Regions from separate parts of the Gossypium hirsutum genome. Here region 2 is linked to region 1. A link is a contact called in public Hi-C data. All regions are on one chromosome and are shown on one strand. Each heading gives the region's core, a stretch centred on a gene start, on an enhancer-like site or on the middle of the called end of the contact. The rest is flanking DNA. Distances are from core to core; before and after follow the strand shown.

Region 1 (7,474 bases), core at 2,461-4,960:
CTATGAATTCTACTATTGTGAATGGCACTACATACTACAGAAGTCATACACCCAACGCACCAGCTTTCGATTAATTATCTATTTGAACTTAAGCTCTTATTTACATCAAAGTGTATGAGTTAGACATACATAGTCCACCGCCAACCACTTAAGATTTAGGTATGAAACAATATGAATGTCACAAGTGAATAAGTCCATAAACAGATTCAGGATCTATTCTGCTTGGGTCCCGTCTGATGTACTGTCAGTCTAATCAGTCACATTTATATCTCTATCTTCTGGGAGTCATCTACTCCGATGCCGAAGACAAGACATCTCCCTAATTGGACTTGATAGACGAGATATTAGTCTTTTAATTGGTTTGTTCATTTCCAGTTAGACTAAGGACATGTTTAGGTTCGTTTACTAATACAGGTTGTCTTTCCGTACTACGATACAACCACATAATACCACTTAGAATTAGTTAAATATTTAGGCAACCCATGAGCAACATTTATTTTCATTTTGCTTTGTGTGCAAAAATCATATGAGGACAATTATACAAAGTATATTAATGTAATCAATGAAATTTTTTATTAATCAATCTGTTCAAAAAAATTAAAAGGTATATTGACGAAAATACTACACTTAGGACCCTAGATCCAACAATGTCATGCACATATAAAGAAGATGGCGCTTGACAAATGCTGGAAGAAGGGACCTATCTACAAATCTTGTAAAAGTAGGGGCTTGTTTATAATATTCTACTTTTTTTCTCTTCTTTTATATAATTTGAAAATTTATAATTCAACAAAAATATAATAAAAAAATTTATGTAGCAATGGGTGAAAGCCCAAAACATAGCCCAAGTAGTAAAATCACCCGAAATTAAATTAATGCCATAAAAATATTCAAATTACCAAGTTTAAATCAATAATAATTTATAATTTATAATTGTCAAAATCATTTGAAAGGCCAAAATTCAGTAATTAATAGATCCACACAAAATTAGGTGAGTATAATAATAGTTGAGGAAAAGATAATAAAATAATTCTCAAACAGTTGACACAATGAACCGTTTATTTATTAATTTGATGTTAGAAATATCCAAAATGCCCTAAACAGCGTTAAACTTGGGTGCCGGCCGTTACTTACCTCTTGACGGGAAATTCTAGGAAAAGTTCGTTACAGTGAGTTTCTCATAAGGTTTTTGTAATTGTAAATGAGTTACCTAATACATAAGTAAAAAATTAAAAAGAAAATTCCTTTCCATTTTTGTTATTCCTTTCTAATTTTGGGCTAATCTCTCATAATTTTTAGTATTCTTTTGTATTTTTTATATGCCATCAAAGTTTTCTTTTAAAATAAAGTCTTGACTTGATAAAATTAATTTTTATTTTAATAATTTTTGCATATTAGTAAAATTTACAATATATATTAAAAAATTAAAAAATAAATTTTATAAGATCTCTTATAATTTTTTTATATTCACCCAAGTAAAAAAAACATTAAAAAGCACAAAAAAAAGGAATATAAAAATTTTGACGTATACCAATTTTGGTTTTTCTTACTAAATTTATTTAATTTATTTATTCTATTTTAAAATTATCATGAAATATTTTTTTCTTATAAAATTTAGCATGAAAAATAATAATTTAAAAGTTACCCAATTTTTTCGTTACATAATTCCAATGAATTTTCTGTTGGAACATTTTCAAATATTTATAATGTTCCAATAATTATAAATGAATGGGTGTAATTAATCAAAAGTTATATTATTTGATTTTTTGAAAAAGAATATTTGGATAGTTATAATATTAAATGAATAATTATGCGTTTATTTTAAAGGCATTATTGTTCAGAAAGACACCTATTGAAAGATGTCTCTATGAAGAGACATGAAAATTTCAATAAATAGGAATGTGATTTCATTTGGAAATCACACCAACAAATTCTAATATTCTTTCTTTCCTTACTTCCTTTTCTAATATTATTAGATTATTCTATAAAGTATTATTGCATAAATCTTTTGTAGAAATTGAGTTTCTTGTTATACATTGCTCAGTGCTTGGTGGACTATTCTCGTCAGTGCAAAACGAAAATGGTCATTGGTTTCATTGTATCCTCAAGTTTAATTTGCTTGGAACTTATTTACACACCGAAGATAAGTAGGGGCTAATATAACTTTAAAAATAGTGCACGCCTTGGAACCTTGTCCTATTTCTTCTTTTTCTGTTTGAGTTCTATTTGCATGTTCGAGATTTTCCTCATTGGATGTGTGTACTAACACTTTCTTAATATTTAGAAATAATAATTTTTTATTTCAATATTATATCTCATACCAAATTATCATTTCAAAACCGTACCAAAATTTTGAGGATATACTAAAAATACAAAGTACCAAAAATATTGAGGGAGTAAAATTTTTTGAAGAAACACAAAAAATTACGAGAGAATACAGAAAATTATAAGAAAGTATCAAAAAACTTAAAGAACCACAAAAAAAAAAATGAAAGAGGAAGTACTAAAAAATTATGAGAGAATACTAAAATATATGAGGAACTGAAAAAACATGAGAAAGTATAAAAAAATATAATAAAGTATCAAAAAATGGGAGGAAGTACAAAAAAATTGGAAAGTGTGAAAAAGTACGAGAAAGTACCAAAAAAATGATGAAGTGCAAAGAATTATGAGAATATATCAAACCATACAAGAAAATATAAAAAATTATGAGGGAATATTAAAAAATATAAGAAAATATAAAAAAAAATGAGAATGTATCAAAAAATTAGGAAGAAATAAAAAAATTTATGAAAATATCAAATAACATGAGAGGTCATCTCAATAATTTTTGCATTTATTTAAAATTTTTCGTATATTTTAAAATTATCATAAAATATAATTTTTTTTACTAATTTTTAGAATTATAAATTATAAATTTTTTCGTTATAAAATTTCATTGAAATTTCTTAATATTTAAAAAAATTATTTATTCTAAAATTATACCAGATACCCAACCAACTATCAAAATATTTAATTAGAATAAAAAAATTATGAGTATGCAAATATACCAATTATTACTTCAAACCTATTATTCGATTAGATAGCATTTTCTAAAAATTATAAGATTAAGCCAAAATAACGAAAACGCTCTCAGAATTGAAATCATTTTCAAAGTATTGATAAATAAAAAATTACTTCTAATTGGAAACGCTTTTTGTTTCTAATTTTTTTTATTTTTGTACCACTTATAACGAAAATATAGATTCATATGTCATATTATTTAAGAAAATAAAAAATAATAATACTCGAGGATTATATAAAAACATGTTTTTGTAAGTTTTATTTTTATAAAAACATGTTTTTGTAAGTTTTATTTTTATGATAAGTTGCACCAACAAAATAAAAAAAATATTGGGTAATGAAACTCACAAGAGAACCTCTGCCTTTTGACCTTTGTCTAGTTTCAAAAGAATAATAAAGTAACAGAACAGGAAACAACGGCGGTGAATGCCAAAAATTGTGTTTGAAAAAACCAATAAATTTGATCAATATTAATTTATTGCTAAAAAAGAAAAGTTGGTAACTTTACTTTTCACTCAATGGATAAAGATAAAGAATAAAAACAACGATTATTCCAATTTCCGACATCCAAGCACAGCAGATAGAGAAAACAAAAGGTTAAGTGAAGATGGGAGCAGAGCAAGCACTGAAGAGAATTCCACGCATTAAGTTTCCTCAAAGACACCCAAAACCCTCGCCTTCAGGTTGCTCCTCTCTTCTTTTTTTTTTTTTTGGAGTATTAATCTTGGGGTTCTGGTTTTTAGTTCGTTGAAATTGAAAAACTTTTCTAAAACTCAAAACGTCTGCTTTGAGTTTTTAATTGAATTTATTATCTTTTGTTTTAATTCTTGCTTTGTCTTCTGAATTTCAACATCAAGGTACTAAGCTTGTTCTTTGTTTCTTTGATCTGTTGCAAACGTGAAGTACAGATGCTGAATTTAGTATATACTGAGTTAGATTATTTCTTTTTTTTTTATTTTCTTCGGTCTCGTTCTTGGGAGTTGCTATTTTTGTGATCTTCTTTGATGGAAGGAGCGAGTCAGATGAGATGGATATTTGCTAAGAGCATATACTGATCGTTTTGATAGAAATTAGATGGTATGCACAGTAGAGCTTGAGACAAGTGGGGTAGATTTGATTAAAGGTCGAATTCCAAATTAGATTTTTGTTGATGGGAGGATTTTGGACTGCATTGGCGATGAGGTCAGAGTTGAAGATCGAATTCATGCTTTTATTCTTTTGGAAATGGTGCGGGGAAGATGTCCCTCCCTCTATGTAACCACATTCCAATGCTTAACTAGTCGATGTGGGATTGTTTTTCCCTCTCAAAACTAGCCTCTTAGATAAGCGTGTGAACTGTCGATAACTCGATGGATCCAAGACACGTTACCACAGGCAGCATCGTTTGTTTACACTTCTTCTGGTAGAGAGCTGAGCTAGAGGTCGAGTCTTTGGAATTGTAAGTTGAAATGGAGTTGCTGAGCTTCCGACAAGATGAAGGTGAGCTAAGGGGCGTCATAGTTTGTCTAGGGGTCAAGTCTACTAATAAGGATTGGACTGTGGCTACATATAGCAAGGGTCACCTTTTCATCATCATTGGCTTTTCTCGAAAGGACAAAAGCATAAAGATAATCTTCTCCTTCAAAGCAGATATAATTACTTACAGTATTCAAATATTGCTGTGATAGTGTTACTTTTCTTTTTGGATGAGGATGGGCTATTGGGATAAGTTTAGTGATATTTCAAGTTCCTAGGTGGTTTTCAATTTTTTTTCGGGTTTCTCAAGTTTAGATTTTTACTTTTTTCTCAGATTGGATTTGGGATTTGTGTTTAGGCTTATTAGATCATTTCTGAACTTTTAATAGAATATGTATCGACTTTAGCTTATTTTTCGAGTTTGGGTTTGGATGGGATGAAGTTTTGGATTTGGATTTGAGCTTTCTGAAATTGGGGTTTGTTTATCGCCTCTACTTCTAACAGCAGAACCAGATTGAAACCACATTTGCTTGAGCTTTGCTCTGTTTGTTGGTCGACTGAATGGGAAGGAATTAGGATATTTTAGTCCCTGTAGTGGCATGTGGTCTTTAAGTTGCCATTTTATATTTGAAACCACTTTTAAGGTTGTGTTGTTGTATAGGTTCAATCTCTGAAATACAAGCAACACGCAAAGATGGAGGTGTCATTGGTAACTTCATTGCAAGGTCAAGGTTGAGCTCAGATGTTCCTGCTCCGCCCAGCAACACTGCTGTAGGAGGAAAAGCATCTCTTTTGCCAAAACGTACTCCTGTCTCTGAGAGGGAAATCGAGGCTATTCTGGTAAGTAAATTTGATCTCCTGACAAGCTGCCTCTCATCATCGTAAATGCAGCTAATCTTTTCGAAATTCAAATCTCAACCTCTACAATCTCCTCTTATTCGTGAACTTCCACTTTTTAAATACCAAATTAAGGCCTAGAGATGATTCTAACATGCATTAAATCTTACCACCTTGCAGTTAGGCGCCTGCTTCTGAATTTTCAGCTGTCAAAGCTAGCTTTCCCGAAGCTCGAAATAAAATTTCTGATCTGTTATATTTCTCCAATCTTAGTTCTCTGATATGTAAAGAACTGTTTACTGAAGTTTAAAAAGCACAAAAGAATCAAAATTGGTCTTAAAAAACCATTGTGGGATGAGACTTCATTCTCAGTGAAATAATATGTTGAAACTCTTTCTATTTCGACTCTGTTTGATCTTCTAAGTATTATTCCTTCCTATGCAGCAACTATGAAGTACCACTCAAATACCTGGGTTAATATTATTAACACGTTAAAATAGAATAAATACAAAAGAAATACAGGATTTATCAGTTCTATATTTTAGGCATCATACTGCTAAGCTGCAAACCTTAAAACATGCTGGTTAAAACATCCCATCTGATTTATCCACAAGACGATGTTTAATTCCCCATGGAAGCTGTTTGAGCGCATTTTCGAAAACAATGAAGATCACCTTTTGGTGCCATCAACAGCAGTGAGGTATTTGTCAACTTGTGCAGCTGCTTGCCTTCCCTCTGAGACTGCGCACACAACTAATGATTGACCTCGTCGACAATCTCCGGCTGCAAACACTCCTACCACATTGGTTGCGAAACGCTCAAACTCTGCCTTAAAAGTTTGATCGGTTGTCTTGCTCCACACCTAGCTTCTCTGCCACCGTCTGTTAAAAGAAAAAAACAAATTACATACAATAGCTGGATCTTGAATGGTTCAATGAATTAACAATGCTGTTCCCGTTTTTAATATTTGTAAAAGTTTTAATACTCACCGACTCAGGCCCAAGGAAACCCATGGCAAGCAGGACTAGGTCAGCCTCGATTATTTCCTCGGAGCCCTCAACTTCCTTGAATTGAAACTTCCCACTGGCATCCTTTTCCCAATACACACGTATCACCTCTAGCCCTTTCACAGCTCCATTCTCATCTCCCACGAACCTCTTTGTCAAAACCTCAGACGATCTTGGGTCTTTTCCAAATTTGGCTGCAGCTTCTTGGTGCCCATAGTCTACACGGAATATCCGAGGCCACTGCAATTCCAACCACCAGTGGAAACAAACGCATAAGATCAAATATTCCACTTCAAATGCTATTCCATGTAGCATCTTAATACATTTTGGTTGTCCACAAAGATTAAGCAAAAAAGGAAAATGAAAATAAATAAAATAAAAGACAATTTCTGTCATCATTATTAGTCTAATACGAGTTTTCATTTCACATCCGAAGCTATAGCTTATAATTTGATAAAAGTATTATGGAGGTGTTTGTATTAAGAGCTAGATTGAATTGTCTTCTTTAAATTAATCCTTATAAATCAAATTAAAGAACAAATTAATCATTTCTATAAAAAATTTAATCTATTTATACTATTAAAAATTGGTACTGTTGACAAAATAACTAATAATGACATTTGACGTGCTACGTATACATCATGCTGATGAATATGAACTAATTTTTAACTACAGAAATGAATAAAAATTTTAACAAAAAGACTAATTCACTTTTTAATCCAATGTACAAGGACTAATTTGTCTATTTTTAGAATAAAGAAGATAACCTGTGGCCAGGAATTGCCAGGAGCTCTACTTTGTGGGGGCCGAGGAAGCAACTCTAGGTTCACAATGCTACTACATCCATGGCGGATGGATGTCCCTATGCAATCTGTACCAGTGTCACCTCCACCAATGACCACTACTTTTTTGCCCTTAGCAGATATATAGTGACCATCTCGGAGATTGCTATCCAGCAAGCTTTTAGTGTTTGCATGAAGGAATTCCATCACAAAATGAACACCGGATAACTGCCGCCCTGGAACAGCAAGGTCCCTGCATCAGGCAGATAAGTGCATTAAATTATTCAACCATAAAAAATAATGAATATCAAGTACTGACTATCTAAAGTT
Region 2 (7,474 bases), core at 3,711-6,210, 170 kb before region 1:
GCATGTGTCTTCGTCACATGGCCGTGTGCCTCTTTGACACAGGCATGCCCCTCTTTCACACAGCCGTGTAGACTCTTCACATGGCCTAGACTCTCCCACACGGCAATGTGGGCTCTGTTTCGCAGATTTTTGTTTTGTGTTGTAAGCTGACTCATTTTAATTCTTGTGTAGTCCAACGTTCGTTGAGGCCTCTATAAATATGTTTGGGACTTTGTTTTAGCCTAGACTCGTGTGTGTATTTGCGATTATAGGATTAAAGCTAATTGTTTGTTTAAGCCTTTATGTAACGTGATAAATAAATTGGTGACATTACCTAGTACTGTAATACAAGTAAAACTGATTCTAAAATTGACCGACTAAATATGAGTTACTATTTTTTTGAGTTTGTTAGCAAATGGAGTGCATTCATGCATTTGCATAAAATTGGGGTTTTTGGTTGCGAAGGAAATGAAGACTGGTTCAGCAGTTTAACTACAATTTTTCTGTACAGTAGATTATCGCATGATTTAAACATATGACAGCTCACCTACATATTATTATTCGAGTGGCTTAGTTCCACATTTGTGGTGTGTATAGTGGATGCGTCTATCATGGTCCTATGTGGTGTGCAGGATGGATAGGCTTACTATAGACCAATTGTGGTGTGTAGGGTAGTCGAAGTGGCATTTGGTTGGTTAGGCAGGATTTCAACTTGTTGCATTCGGTTTGCATTAATGAATCAGTATTTGATTAAGTAATTTTCAAATTGGTTGTGAATTGACCAATATTTTGGTGTGTAAGTTCTTTTGTGTGTATGGAATGATGTATGCGTTACTTTAAATGGCTTATGGTAACGTATTCGTACTTTTGACTGTTGGTTCAAGATTTTCTTGCATTAACTGTGTACTCTTATATGGGATATTTGCTTTGAAACCTCGTCATTTGATATCATTTTTTATTTCAGACTCGTACTAAGCTCGCATAGCTCACCCTCTCTTAGTTTCTTTTCTTTTAGGTAATGATCTTGGTTAAGCTCTGGCTTCAGCACATCGGAGGTCTTAGGAAGTTTTGATGACAGTCGGTTTAATTAAAATTTTCATAAGTTTAATATGGTTAATTTAAAAATTATTTGTAAGGCAATTATACAAACTGTGGTATGGGTTGAGTTTGGACATTTTGTTAAACTACGTGTTTCCGATTTTGAACAAGTTTTCTGAAAAATTTCATGCATGGTTTTTAACTAGTCTTTTTGCAACTATTCTAAAGTTCACACGATTTTTGAGAAATGACATGTGGTCTCCTGTTAAAAGGTAAACAACATATTTTCTATTGTATTACTGGTTTTGAATTTTGGGTTAAGATTGTCAAATTTCACGCATTTTGAAACTATTCAAATAACACCAAATTGGTTTATTCTTGACTTAATTGTTAACGCCAATCAAACATTTTTGCAAAGCATAGGAAATTTTGTTGAACAAACAAAGAGGTTGACTTTTGAAGAGAAATTTGGAATTCAATGATGTGACCTCTAAAATTCGGTCAAGATTTTTGGGCCAGGTTTTGGGATGTTAAACAGGCACCACACTTTATATACATAATTGCATTATTTTAACCCTCTGTGCACGCACACCTGGGCGCGGTCACCATCATAGGATATCCTTAATCTCTTTAGGATAAATTCGTTCTCCCAATATGATCTTATTTATCTCATGGTAACCATTACATCTTCCTTTATGAAAAGTCAATTACTATCAAATAGTAATCAAGTCATTTATCACAAAGGCAAAAGACCCCTAACCACGTTTACTTTTCATCTATCATGTAATGTCGATGAGAGGATATTATTTACCCTTTAGTCGAGCAATGAATTCCACTACTGTGAATAATACTACATACTGTAGAAGTTGTATACTCAATGCACCAGCTTATGGTTCCTTATTGATTTGAACTTAAGTTTTTACTTACATCAAAGTATACAAGTCATGCATACATAGTCCATCATCTACTTAGGATTTAGGTATCTAACACTATGTACATCAAAAGTGAATAAATTCATAAATGAATCTAGGATATATTCTAATTGGCCCTTGTCTAATGTACTGTTAGTCCAGTCAATCACATTTATGTCTCTATCTTCTGGGAGTCATCTGCTCCAATGCTCAAGCATCTTCCCAATTGGACTTGATAGACGGCATATTAGTCTTTCAATCGATTTGCTTATTTCCAATTACACTAAGGACATGTTTAAGTTCATCTACTAATACAAGTTTTGTTTCGATATTACGATCCGACCACGTAATATCACTTAGTATTAGTTAAATGTTAGATAACCAGTGAACAAATATTTGCTTCCATTTTTTTTTGCGTGCAAAAACATTAAGGAAAATATACAAAGGATATTAATGTAATTAATAGATATTTTATTAAACAAATTTGCTAGAAAAATATAAACAAATAAAACAAATATATTACACTCAGGGTACCAAATCCAACAGTTCAAAGTTCAAATCAGGATGGGTTCTATGGGTGAGCAACCCTTAGCCACCAGGCCAATCAAATAAGTTCAACCTTTAACAATTAAAACTGTGCTTTAACCATCAAGGCTAGTGTTCAACTTTAATTAAATTTTACATAAACTAATACATAACATATAAATATCAATATCAATATTTTTTCTAAAATTAGATATTTTAATTAATGATAAAATTAAATATAATTATTTAAATTTATTTTTAAAATTATAATAAAATATATCTTATTTAACATCCTATTCTCTTGAATCTCTTGTAGCTTCTCTTAGATATTATTCTTTTGTATCCGCAAACCTAACTGAAAAATGAAATGAAATCATCAGAATTTCTAGATGTGTGATTATCCATTTTATTATTTGATCTGCTCAATATTCTTAAAAAAAATTAACTATAAATAAATATTATAATACAAATTTACTTTATAATGTGGCATAATTATCCTTACTACATATTATATTATAAAAAATAGTATACATACACGTTTAAGGACATATAATATATCAATTGTTATATAACTAATTGTGAATGTATAATAATTATTATTATATTATTATATTACAATGTGCATTCTTCTATTATGATGTGCAACCTAAACCTTGAACATGTAACTAGTTTTATCATATACTATCATATATATATATACAATTAGTACATATTATAATAACATATTATAATAACATAATTATATATAGGGTTACATATCAAATTTCATTTGGCATGTTGGTTGGAAATAACATCATCATATGTTGAATTTTACCGGATTGGCCAAAAAACTTTTTCGAGGATCCACTTCACTAATAAAGAAGGCAATAAAAGAGAACAAATGAGGAAGAGTGATTCGTTTGACATTAAGATTGGTTGGTAAAAGAGCTCTTTTCTTTGAGAGTGAGTCCAATTAATATAACAGAGGAGCCTAACCTATATACAATTAATTACATATTTAAAATTTAGGTTGTATATGATTAATATATTAATTATATAACAATTAATATATTATGTCATTAAATATGTATGTATACTATTTTATTTAATATAATATAATATGCACTAAATATATTTGTCATATTATAAAATAAATTCATATCATAATATTTATTTTAATTATATAAATATTAACTAGTTTTTGGTTTAAAAAGATTAACTAGTTGAGTTTATCAAATCTGTCTAGAAATCCGCTGCCATTCCTAATTAAGAGTAAGGGAAATTAAGCCTAACTCCTCTCCAAAATGGCTTGTTCCAACTCAAATGCGTAAATTAACAACCATAAGCCTAAGCAAACAGAGTAGAAAATTAATTTTTGAAAAATGAATATCAACTATCTTTGAATGATGTTACTTAAATATTTTCTATTATTTGACCATTTTTAAAATCATTGTTTAAAATTATTTTTAATGAAATAAACACATAATAATCAATGCCTAATTAAATAGAAAATAAAAAATACAACACATTATATATTGTTTTCGATGACAAATTAGAGCTAAAAAAATACAACTCAATGCCTAATTTAAACTCGTACTATTACTGATAAAAAATATTTATATTATTAAAAAATATTTACAAACAATAATATGTTTATTAAAATATTTTTAATAAAATATTATGAATACTATTTAATATTAATATTGTAATTAGATCAATATTGTAATATTTTAAAAATAACAAAATATTATTAATATAATAATATTTAACCCAATTCAACTTAACTTTTTTTTTACAAAAATCATGTCAGTCATTTTTCCCAAAATTATCTCAATACCTTTGGTAAGGGAAAACAATTTCCAAATGTAAAATATTTTGGCTGCTCGATAAATCATTTTACATAAAACAAACGCAATAAAATACTAAAAAGCATTTCCCATAAACAAACAAAACTACATCAAGAAAACAAACAACACTGTAATATCATTTTTATGCTACGAATAATCTGAGCTGAAGACATGAAACACATGTATGTCATCAAGCAAACACACTGCTGCATATCAATAACAGAATACAACAAGGCCCTGCACTCAGTTTTCAGTGTAATAAAACAAATCGCAGGCAAAACATTTTATTTACTCTACTGCCAAATGGGAGTTATCACTACATATTTGCTTAGGACTAGGAGACACGCAGATTCCTGCTAGTCGCAAAGTAGCCTCACCTCCCTCTTCAGGAATGAAGGCAACGAAAAAGCAGCCTTATGCATCTGTCAGTACAACAAAATAATTACATTTCTACATCATAATTCATAACGCTATCACACTACTAAAGTACTAATACATATCTCCATCTCACAACATAACTACTTCATGTGCATTTATAGAAGAAACATTCACGCATTATCCCTACATCTGTTCTAATTTGTTAATAAATGAAAAACAACAATACATGAAGCTTCAATAAAAAGGCCCACTCTAAACCAGCAGAAGTAGGAATAGTAGTTGCAACTTTGGCTTTCAGAGAAAAGAATCATTGAAAAAACAATCCAGCAGACCAAGATGTTAATTCATCAAGAAATGAAGCAACGCCTAATCAGTATAACAGTCAATTGGGTGGATCAAATTGGTTTTGGATCAAATCAATTCAGATCATGTTCGGGTTTTTAAATTTTTGAATTATTTCAGGTTCAAATCATTTGAGGTTTCATCTGTTGCAGGATTAGGCTATTTTGGCTTCAGGCCATTTCAGGTTCAAGTCATTTTGGGTTCAAATAATTCGAGTTTTCCAGTCGGGTTTTTTGAATTTGATCATCTCAAGTTCAGATCATCCCGGGTTGCTTGTTCAATTTATTTTGAGTTCAAGTCATTTCGGGTTCAAGTCTGCCAGGTTTGGACAATTCCAAGTTTGAGTGATTTTGGGTCCAGGTCATTCCCGGTTTGGATCATTTTCCGGTTTGGGCTTGTTGCCTTTTTATGATCATATCAGATTTGGATTTGAGTAAATCAGGTTGCATTTTAGGGTTCAGGTCAAAATTGACAGTCTACTCATTAGTTTGAGGTTCATTTCAGCACAACGAGCAGATTATATTGTTTAAGGATTTAATGTCCCAGAGCAAACATAACTTAGCACCCTGCTAAAATGAATGAAAATGGGAACTTTAAGATGAGTTCTCACCTCAGAGTTGTAATATCTAAGTTCTCTCTTATGCTGATGAGCTCCTTCTAACTTTTCAATAGGGTTAATGGGATTCAGAAAATCAACTGCTGGCCCCTCTGTCGAGCATATCAGAAAACCAATCACACCACTGCATTAAAAAAAGAAACCAGAAGTCAGAAATGAGATACATTTGATGCCTTACCAATTGGTAAATCGTTACAGATAAATTTGCCACCAAAAAATGCATCATATAATTATCTAAAAGAGAAATAAGGTGAAAACATAGCATAATTAAAATACCTTGGATATGTTGGAACACTCGCCCATGCATAATGAACAGAACCTTTGAATATTTCACGGCAAATAGAGATCATATCATCAATTAGATGTGTATGAAGCCACATACTCTCTGCCATGTTACATAGGACACCACCAGGCCTTAAAGCTCTAGCTAAAGTATCAAAAAATGGTTTCTCTACTAGCTCTTGAGCAGGACCTACATTGCAGGAAAAAAAAGAAAATTTAAAGCTCGAATATTGTCCAGTCTTGAAACAAAAATCAATTTGCAAATACCATTGTTGTAAAATCCCCTAGAGCCCTTGAAAACTAAAAGAGATCCATAACAAAGCATCTAAGCAGAGAGCACCACATATATTCTTTAAGACACGGTGAAAGCATTTTCAAACTTCTAACTCTAATGTTCCATTTTTTTCTCATGTTGGAAGAAACGATAGATTTTTCTACTGGTATATGCAGAACTCGTTAAATTAGAAAATAAAATTATAATGGACCAAAATTACAACATACCTACAGGATCTGATGAATCAACAATGATTGCATCATACTTCCCTTCTGGAACATTACGAAGAAACTCAACAGCTGTTAAGATTATGCAAGAAAAATTATCAGCTCAGAAATTATAGCTATGCTGACCGCCCACGGTAAAAAATTAATATAAATAAAATGAATAAAATATTGGTTTAGCCTACCATCACCAACATGAAGACAAACACGGGGGTCTTCAAATCCAGCAGCCAGTTCTGGAAAGAACTTCTTAGAAACCTAGAATAAGAGAATGTGGTAAATGTCTACTAAGTTGCATTTTTAGATATAAATTAAAATGAAAAGAAAACAAGAAGAGATGCTAAATAAAATACCTCTATAACCATCCTATCTATTTCACATATATCAATGTGGTCAACAGAGCTGTGCCGAGAAATCTCTGCAAGAACCCCACCATCACCACCTCCCACAACCAGAACCTGTATTCAGTATCTAGGTAAAGTTAACACAAAACCACTTTGAAGCTAAAGTAAAATCTTTCTAGAAGTCTGGAACTAAGGTCAGATAAATAAGGTTTTTGATAAAAGCGGAAATTTGTCAGCCTAATCAGGGTTCAAGCACTTTAAATAAGCCAAATAGCTTAGGGGATGTATCTCGTGATTTTCTTGACAGAAAAGACTACAACCATCTAACTGCCTTTCTAGCAAAAAACTTCATACAGATTGCATGATTATGCAGTACTAAAGAAAAAAATTCAAATCCCAACTTAAGAAATTGAAGAAAAGCAAGTTCGATAAGTCCAACAATATAAATGGTACTAGCAAAGATAAAAGGGAAACTACCGACTTCCACATGGAGTGAAAAACAATTCTATGCTTAGATAAGATGAGATTACAGTTTTGGGAGATGGAATTGAGCAAAGGGGAAGATGAGTTATCATCTCCTGATATGCACATTCATCCTTCTCAGTCAGCTGAACTATACCATCAAGAACAAGCACTTTCCCATAGCTTGATGACTGCAGAGGAAGTATATCATTAGCAAGAATGTGCATAACAAGCAGTCAGTTAAAAAATAAATAACGCAAAGGGGACAGAAAG

Evidence for each region. A called contact is a pair of places that touch in the nucleus more often than the background predicts.
Region 2: a contact with region 1 is called in a Hi-C map of leaf, with 4 times the contacts expected there. The contact joins two enhancer-like sites. A contact is called at or near these places in 11 of 34 Hi-C or Micro-C datasets (anther, callus, hypocotyl and 2 more).

Annotation. Positions count from the first base shown.
Region 1 is chrA08:51,385,802-51,393,275 of Gossypium_hirsutum_v2.1, reverse strand. It overlaps the pseudogene LOC107946696. Among protein-coding and RNA genes, the nearest start is that of LOC107910988, 170 kb to the left of the region's middle. Within about 2 kb of position 3,710, at least 6 of the 9 cell types and tissues checked have an H3K27ac peak or open chromatin away from gene starts, as enhancers often do.
Region 2 is chrA08:51,560,942-51,568,415 of Gossypium_hirsutum_v2.1, reverse strand. It overlaps LOC107910988 (spermine synthase), which reads right to left. Exons shown (of 11, transcript XM_041074673.1): 5 at 7,270-7,392; 6 at 6,749-6,853; 7 at 6,581-6,653; 8 at 6,399-6,470; 9 at 5,892-6,087; 10 at 5,610-5,739; 11 at 4,395-4,701. The coding sequence ends at 4,636. Among protein-coding and RNA genes, the nearest start is that of LOC107910988, 5.8 kb to the right of the region's middle. Within about 2 kb of position 4,960, at least 1 of the 9 cell types and tissues checked has an H3K27ac peak or open chromatin away from gene starts, as enhancers often do.